Linked DNA regions of Capra hircus: region 2 is linked to region 1. A link is a contact called in public Hi-C data. All regions are on one chromosome and are shown on one strand. Each heading gives the region's core, a stretch centred on a gene start, on an enhancer-like site or on the middle of the called end of the contact. The rest is flanking DNA. Distances are from core to core; before and after follow the strand shown.

Region 1 (3,038 bases), core at 352-2,851:
CCAGACCCAGGCCTGGCTCATCTTCAAGGCCCTGGGAGGGAGGAACAGGACTGGAGTGTAAACACAGCCCCTCCCCCTCAGAGCCACGGGGGTGCCCTGCCTCCGGATGATCAATCTCCATCCATCAGACCCCCCTGGCATAGCAGTTACTGAGCAAAGCTGCAGAAGCTCCTCGCTGACACTCACCGCCCCAGCCCAGGGTCCCACGGGCCCCTGCCTGTGCCCACAGCAGCCCGCCACCCACACGGGCTCAGCTTCGGTTACCAGCACCCATCCCCCTTTCATAGGAAGTGGGGGAGGGTGCCACAGCCAGAGGCCACCGCGGTCAGGTGCCTGGACCACCCTGTGCCCCTGAGAGCCATGTGGCCACAATCAGGCATCCTCACCCCTGGCCAGCACCAGGGGCAGGGCGGCAACCCCCACGTCCCTGTACTATGCCCTCAGCCCACCCCGGCTTCTGCCCCAAGCCAGTGCTGCCAGCCTGGGTCCAGCCTGGGGACAAGAATCCCTGTCCCCTAGGGCCAATGGGACAACAGCGACGAGGGGGGGGCGGTGCAGCCTCTCTCAGGCTGGGGGTCAAGAGGGCGTCATAGTTTGGAGAGAGGAAGGGGCCGGGGACAGGGGGCAGACAGGTTGCTGCAGGCCAAGGGCGGTCAGGCAGAGAGAGGGCCACCAAAGACCTGCACCGCCTGTCCTGACTGGGGGGCACCACGGGGCCGCACAGACCACGCTACCGGGCACAGTCCTGGCCTGGATGGCACAGTGGACTCCAGGGGAGCTGGAAGCAAAGAGGGAGGGCCCAAACTGGACAAACGTGTTTCCTGTGAACCTACTCCATGCATGGCACCAAGGGAGGCAGCCGTCGTACCGCACTGCCTCCCAGGGAACGGCAGGAGGAGATAATGCCCTGGCGGAAAGCCTGCAAGGACGGCAGGTGGAGACACGGAGGAGGCGTCCTGGGGAGGAAGCCCACCTGGAGAGGCTCTCCAGTGCGCGCCCCCGTCCCTCCTTTCACCTTCTTCTGCCCAGAATGGAGAACACCACCTCCAGGAAGCTTGCCCCGACCCCCGGGGCGCCCAATATGTCCCACCGCAAAATGGGCCGGGGCTCAGCAAAGTCTCTTTGGAGGAATGAGTGGTCCCGCGAGGTGTCCCTGCCCAGACCCTCCCCGACCCCGACACTCAACCGGCGTGTACACCTGGACTCTGGCGAAGCGCTCCTAGGGGACGCGAGGCCTGCGGGGCGGGACTACGAGACTCGGGGCGGGGCTCCTGGGCCCGGAGGCGGGAACCGGGAGCCGGGAGCCGGGAGCCGGGCTCCGGGCGGGGGCGGGGCTGCAGGGGCCGCCGGCTGGGGGCGGGGCCCCGGGCGCGAGGGTGGGCGGGGCCCCGGGCGCGAGGGTGGGCGGGGCCCCGGGTCGAAGGCGGGCGGGGGCCCGGGGCGGTGTCGGGCTGCCGGGGGAATGGAAGGCGCGCTCACCTGGCGGTAGTGCAGCGTGAGCGGCACCAGGTACGGCGAGGCTGCGCAGCGGCCCACGGCCGCCCCTTCGATGCGCTCCATGGCGGCGCGCGGGCGCGTCCCCCGGCTCTGCGCATGCCCAGTGCGCGCGGGGCGGGGCGGCGCCGAGCGCGGGGCGGGCCCTGCCCGGGGCCGTGCGGGTGGGACGGCGGGCGCGGGGCGTTCCCGGAGCCCGCGGGCTGGGAGCCGGGCAGGAGGCGAGCCGGCCGCAAGGTGCAGTCGGTCGAGCGTGCGGCCAGCGGGGCGGGCGCGGCTGGAGGTTTGAGAGGCGATCTCCGCTGCCGGCGGAACTTGGGCATCTTGGTCGCGAGAGCGACGCAGCGCAGCTTGGGAGAGGGGGCTCCAGCCGAGCGGATATCTGCCCCCTGGGGCAGGGAGAGAAGCCGGCGCCGCCGCCGCGCCCCCCGAGAGGAGCGTTGGGGAGCGCGAAGGGTCATCCTGTGGGCGGTGGTGGCAAGAATATAGACACCTCTGGAGGCCCCTGGGTGGACGGAGAGAAGGCTCTGGAAAGAGGGCAGGGCGAGAGGAGCCTGAATCTGCCCTTCAGGGAGGGGCTGCCACTCCTGTCTGGCTGCGGCTGCTCCCCTCCCCCCGCGCCCCTCCCTCCTTCCTTGGGTGTGGACCTCCAAGACCCGCTTCAAATGCAGCCGCTGCCTCCCCAGTAAGTGTTAGTCGCTCAGTCGTGTCCGACTCTTCGTGACCCCGTGGACTGCAGCACACCAGGTCTCCCTGTCCATCGCTAACTCCCGGAGTTCACTCAAACTCATGTCCGTTGAGTCAGTGATGCCATCCAACCATCTCATCCTCTGTCGTCCCTTTCTCCTCCCGCCTTCAATCCTTCCCAGCATCAGGGTCTTTTCAAATGAGTCAGTTCCTCGCATCAGGTGGGCAAAGTATTGAAGTTTCAGCTTCAGCATCTGTCCTTCCAGTGAATATTCAGGACTGATTTCCTTTAGGATGGACTGGTTGGATCTCCTTGCAGCCTAAGGGACTCTCAAGAGTCTTCTCCAACACCACAGTTCAAAAGCATCAATTCTTTGGCGCTCAGCTTACTTTATGGTCCAGCTCTTACACCCATACCTGACTACTGGAAAACCCATAGCTTTGACTAGACAGACGTTTGTTAGCAAAGCAATGTCTCTACTTTTTAATATACTGTCTAGATTGGTCATAACTTTTTTTCCCAAAAAGCAAGTATTTTTTTATTTCATGGCTGCAGTCACCATCTGCAGTGATTTTGGAGACCCCCCCCCCCAAAAAAATAAAGTCTCACTGTTTCCACTGTTTCCCCATCTATTTGCCATAAAGTGATGGGACCAGATGCCATGATCTTAGTTTTCTGAATGTTGAGCTTTAAACCAACTTTTTCACTCTCCTCTTTCACTTTCATCGAGAGGCTCTTTAGCTCTTCACTTTCTGCCATAAGGGTGGTGTTATCTGCATATCTGAGGTGATTGATATTTCTCCCAGCAATCTTGATTCCAGCTTGTGCTTCTTCCAGCCCAGCGTTTCTCATCATG
Region 2 (3,481 bases), core at 604-3,103, 460 kb before region 1:
CCCGTACAAACCCGCGCTTCACTGCGCTCTGCCGACGCTCGTGTTTTGCAGATTGAAGTTTTGCGGCAAGCCTTTGTTGAGGAAGCCCGTCACTGCTGTTCTTCCAACGGCATGATTTTATTTTTTTTAATTTTTTTTTTCAGCATGATTTTAAAATCAAGGTCTGTGCGTCGGTTTTGGACATCATGCTATTGCACTCTTCACAGACTACAGTGAAGGGTGAACATGACCTCCATTTGCCCCGGGAGACGAAACAAGCTCACGTGGCCCTTGCGATCTTTGCTATATTGGGGTGCTTGAGACCCAAACCTGCAACACACCAGGGGCTGTTCTAGGACTGCTTACCTGCTGTTGCGTGACAAGTCGCCCCAGACATAGTCACCTCAAAGGGCTTAAAATGACAAGCTATCATCTCACAGATTCTGTGGGTCTGGGGTCTGGGAGGGGCTTCACAGGACGGTTCTGGCCCGGGGTCTTCAGACGCTGTGGTCACAGTTTTGGCCAGGGCTTATCCTCTGAAGACTGTGCTGGACTGGGGAGGAGGGTCTGCCTCCAGGCTCCCTCATGTGACTCTTGGTAGGGCCTGAGCCTCTCCCAGGGGTCCCTGCAGTGTCCTCACCAGGGGCCGGCGGGCTTCCCCACAGCCAGGGGCCAGAAACCGCAGGACAGAAGCTGCACGGTTTTGATGACTGACCCAGCATCACTGCACCAGCTCCACCTGGGCGGCAAGCCCACACCCGAGCAGGGAGGACTTGGGCCATATTTGAAAGCACCCCCAGCTGGCCCCCTGCCCCTCCCTGACACACACATGGGGCCCAGAGGTCCAGGCTGGCCCCGAACTCCAAGCCGGCTTCGGGCTTCTAAGAGAGGGTGCCGGCGTGGGGACCCCAAGGGACCCGGCGAGAGAGAGACCTGGGGTCCGGGGTGCTGAGAGCACCTCCTGTCCCACACAGAGGAGAAAAAGTTCCCAGGACAGCGAGCCAGGCCAGCCCCAGAGCAGGAGCTGTGCAGGACGCTGGACGCTGGACGCTGGGATGGCTGTCTCCCTCCTGCACCTGTCACTGGGTAGAGTGGAGGAGGAGAGGCCACCCGGGCACGGGGTGGGGCCCCCTGCCCAGCTGGGCCTGGAGTCAGAGCAGAGGTCTCCCAGCCCCCACCCAGAGCCAGGCTGGACTGGCCCCTCTCTCCCGCAGCCAGCCGAGACCATGGGTGCAGATGTACTCTGGGGGTTAGGGTGGAGGGGACGGGGGCTGAGGAGACACCTGCCTTCCTGCAGGGAGTCCTGGGGGGCAGGAGGCCTCTCTCCTCCCCATCCAGTGGGGAGAGGGGCAGGAGTCGTCCCTGGACCTCACGAGGCGAGATGGGGGGCCTGGGGAGGGAGCCCGCCCCTCCCACTGGCTGGAGGCCTGCCCAGCTGCAGGACCCCACGTGTCATGTGTGGACTCTGGAGGTGGGGACCTGGGCGGGGCTTGATGAGTGTCTGGGAGCGTGGGGCGCTTGAGGGACCCTGCGGCTTGGCCACTGCCCTGTGTCAGGGACACAAACAGGAGCAGCCAGGCGGCTGGAGAAGGGACAGGACACGTGGGAGGGGTCAGCACTGCAGACAACCCCAGGGTGAGGATGGGGAAGATGTCATGAAGGGAAGCTCGGGCCAGAGTCCAGAGGGTAGGACTTCAGGGAAGTTCTCACGGGGAGAGGAGGGGCAGTGGGCATCTCCACCCCTCATCCTGGAGGGGAGGGCGGGGCAGTGGGCGTGCCCGCTCACCCTGGAGGGGAGGGCGGGGCAGTGGGCGTGTCCACTCATCCTGGGGGGCGGGGAAGTGGGCGTGTCCACCCAGGTCCTGGGCCGGTGAGGGGTAATGCTCCCCAACAGGCCCCTCCGTGGGGCGGTGGGAAGCAGGTCCGGGCACAGGCGTTTGGCCGCCCGCCTGCCCACAGCTGGAGAGTCGTTGTGTCTGAACAGGACACAGGTGAGTCCCCACCCACGAGGAGCAAACGTGCCCCGGGACAGGGAAGTAAGGCGTGAAGGCCAGTGGCCTCAGAGCAGGAGGAAAAGGACCGGGAGGACAGGGCTGGGCAGACAGAGGCTCGGGACTGGCCAGCACTGCCGCAGCGCTGCGGTTAGGAACCGAGACCCGAGTGTGCGTCCGCTGCGCACACGCGCTCACCGAGGAGCTGGAGGCCGAGACCCGGAGACCTGCGCGACCAGCTGGTCCGACGGCTCACAGAGTCAGCGGTGTCCACACAAGGGGCTCCACCTCTTCATAACAACACTCGTGAGGACGAAGTACAGCGTTGACCACTATTCAGAGAGCGTCTACAAACTAGCAAGAGGAAAACTGTCCCCAACAGAAAACTAAGGGGAGCATTCCAGGAAAGATTCACCCAGGAGCCGATGAAACATCACGGAAGGGAGAAGACAGCTGGAGGGTGGTTCTGTGTCCTACTCCCTGGAGCCGCGGGGATGGGAGGGCTCCCGCGGAGGGGCCCAGTGGATGCAGCCGAGTGGGGCCTGCGTCACCCACGTGGGGCCAAGGGCTTCTCAGGCGCGCGCTTAGAAAACTCACACAGAAAAGCCCGTCCCATTTCATGACCACTCGAGAAGTTCCAGTTAAGGTCAGCGTGAAGCAGCTCCTTGACCTTGTTGGTGGAGGGAAGCTGGGGTGGGGAGGGGGCGGGGACCGGGGCAAGAACGGGGAGCCGCTGCAGGCAGGGTGGCGCCTGTCAGTCTGACGCTTGTCCAGGGCTCCACCCTTTGCCGCTGCCTGGGAGCATCGAGCATTAGGGTCCTAAGGCTGGGCTGGTCGTGGCCACGTGGCCAGTAGTGGCCAGTAACCAGACCCCAAACCGTGCCATCTGTCGCGGTGGGTCACCTATGCTCAGGCAGCCCAGGAGGCCAGACACTGCGAGCTTTACAAAGGGCGCACGGAAGGCTATCCATAGGCCCGTGGACGGGTGAGCTGGAAAGGCAGGATCCGCGAAAGGAGTCATGGTACCTGTCATCTGTGTCCTTTCTCTCATTCCATTTCTCTCTGAAATGTAATGAATGGCTGCGTTTTGCTTTGCACTGGGTCTTCCTTGCTGCACGTGATGGTTGTCTTCTGCTTGTGGTGAGCGGCGGCGCGCGGGCAGCTTGTCGCGGTGGCTTCCCTGGTTGTGGGGCAGGAGCTCTGGACGTGCGGGCCTCAGCGACTGCGGCTCCTGGGCTCAGCAGTTGTCGCTCCCGGCTTTAGTTGCTCCTCAGCACATGGAGTCCGCCTGGACCTGGGTTGGCAGGCAGATCCTTATCCTTTGCACCACCAGGGAAGTCAGAGTTTTGCGTGGGTCTGTATATTCCTTCCCGGGCGTCAAAGACTCCTGCCTGCTCTCAGCTGGTGATCTGTGAGATCTTCTGTGTCTGAAGATGGATTCCTGGTGCATCCATGCAGAGAGACGGATTCCACGTCCACCTACCACCCTGCCAGCTTCTCACCTCTCATGC

The links. A called contact is a pair of places that touch in the nucleus more often than the background predicts.
Region 2: a contact with region 1 is called in a Hi-C map of blood, with 4 times the contacts expected there. The contact joins the enhancer-like site here to the promoter of NUDT14 in region 1. A contact is called at or near these places in 2 of 5 Hi-C or Micro-C datasets (both in blood).

Annotation. Positions count from the first base shown.
Region 1 is chr21:68,448,267-68,451,304 of ARS1.2, reverse strand. It overlaps NUDT14 (uridine diphosphate glucose pyrophosphatase), which reads right to left and starts at 1,601. Exons shown (of 5, transcript XM_018065866.1): 1 at 1,480-1,601. The coding sequence starts at 1,560.
Region 2 is chr21:68,909,198-68,912,678 of ARS1.2, reverse strand. No RefSeq gene overlaps it. Among named protein-coding and RNA genes, the nearest start is that of JAG2, 20 kb to the left of the region's middle. Within about 2 kb of position 1,853, at least 2 of the 5 cell types and tissues checked have an H3K27ac peak or open chromatin away from gene starts, as enhancers often do.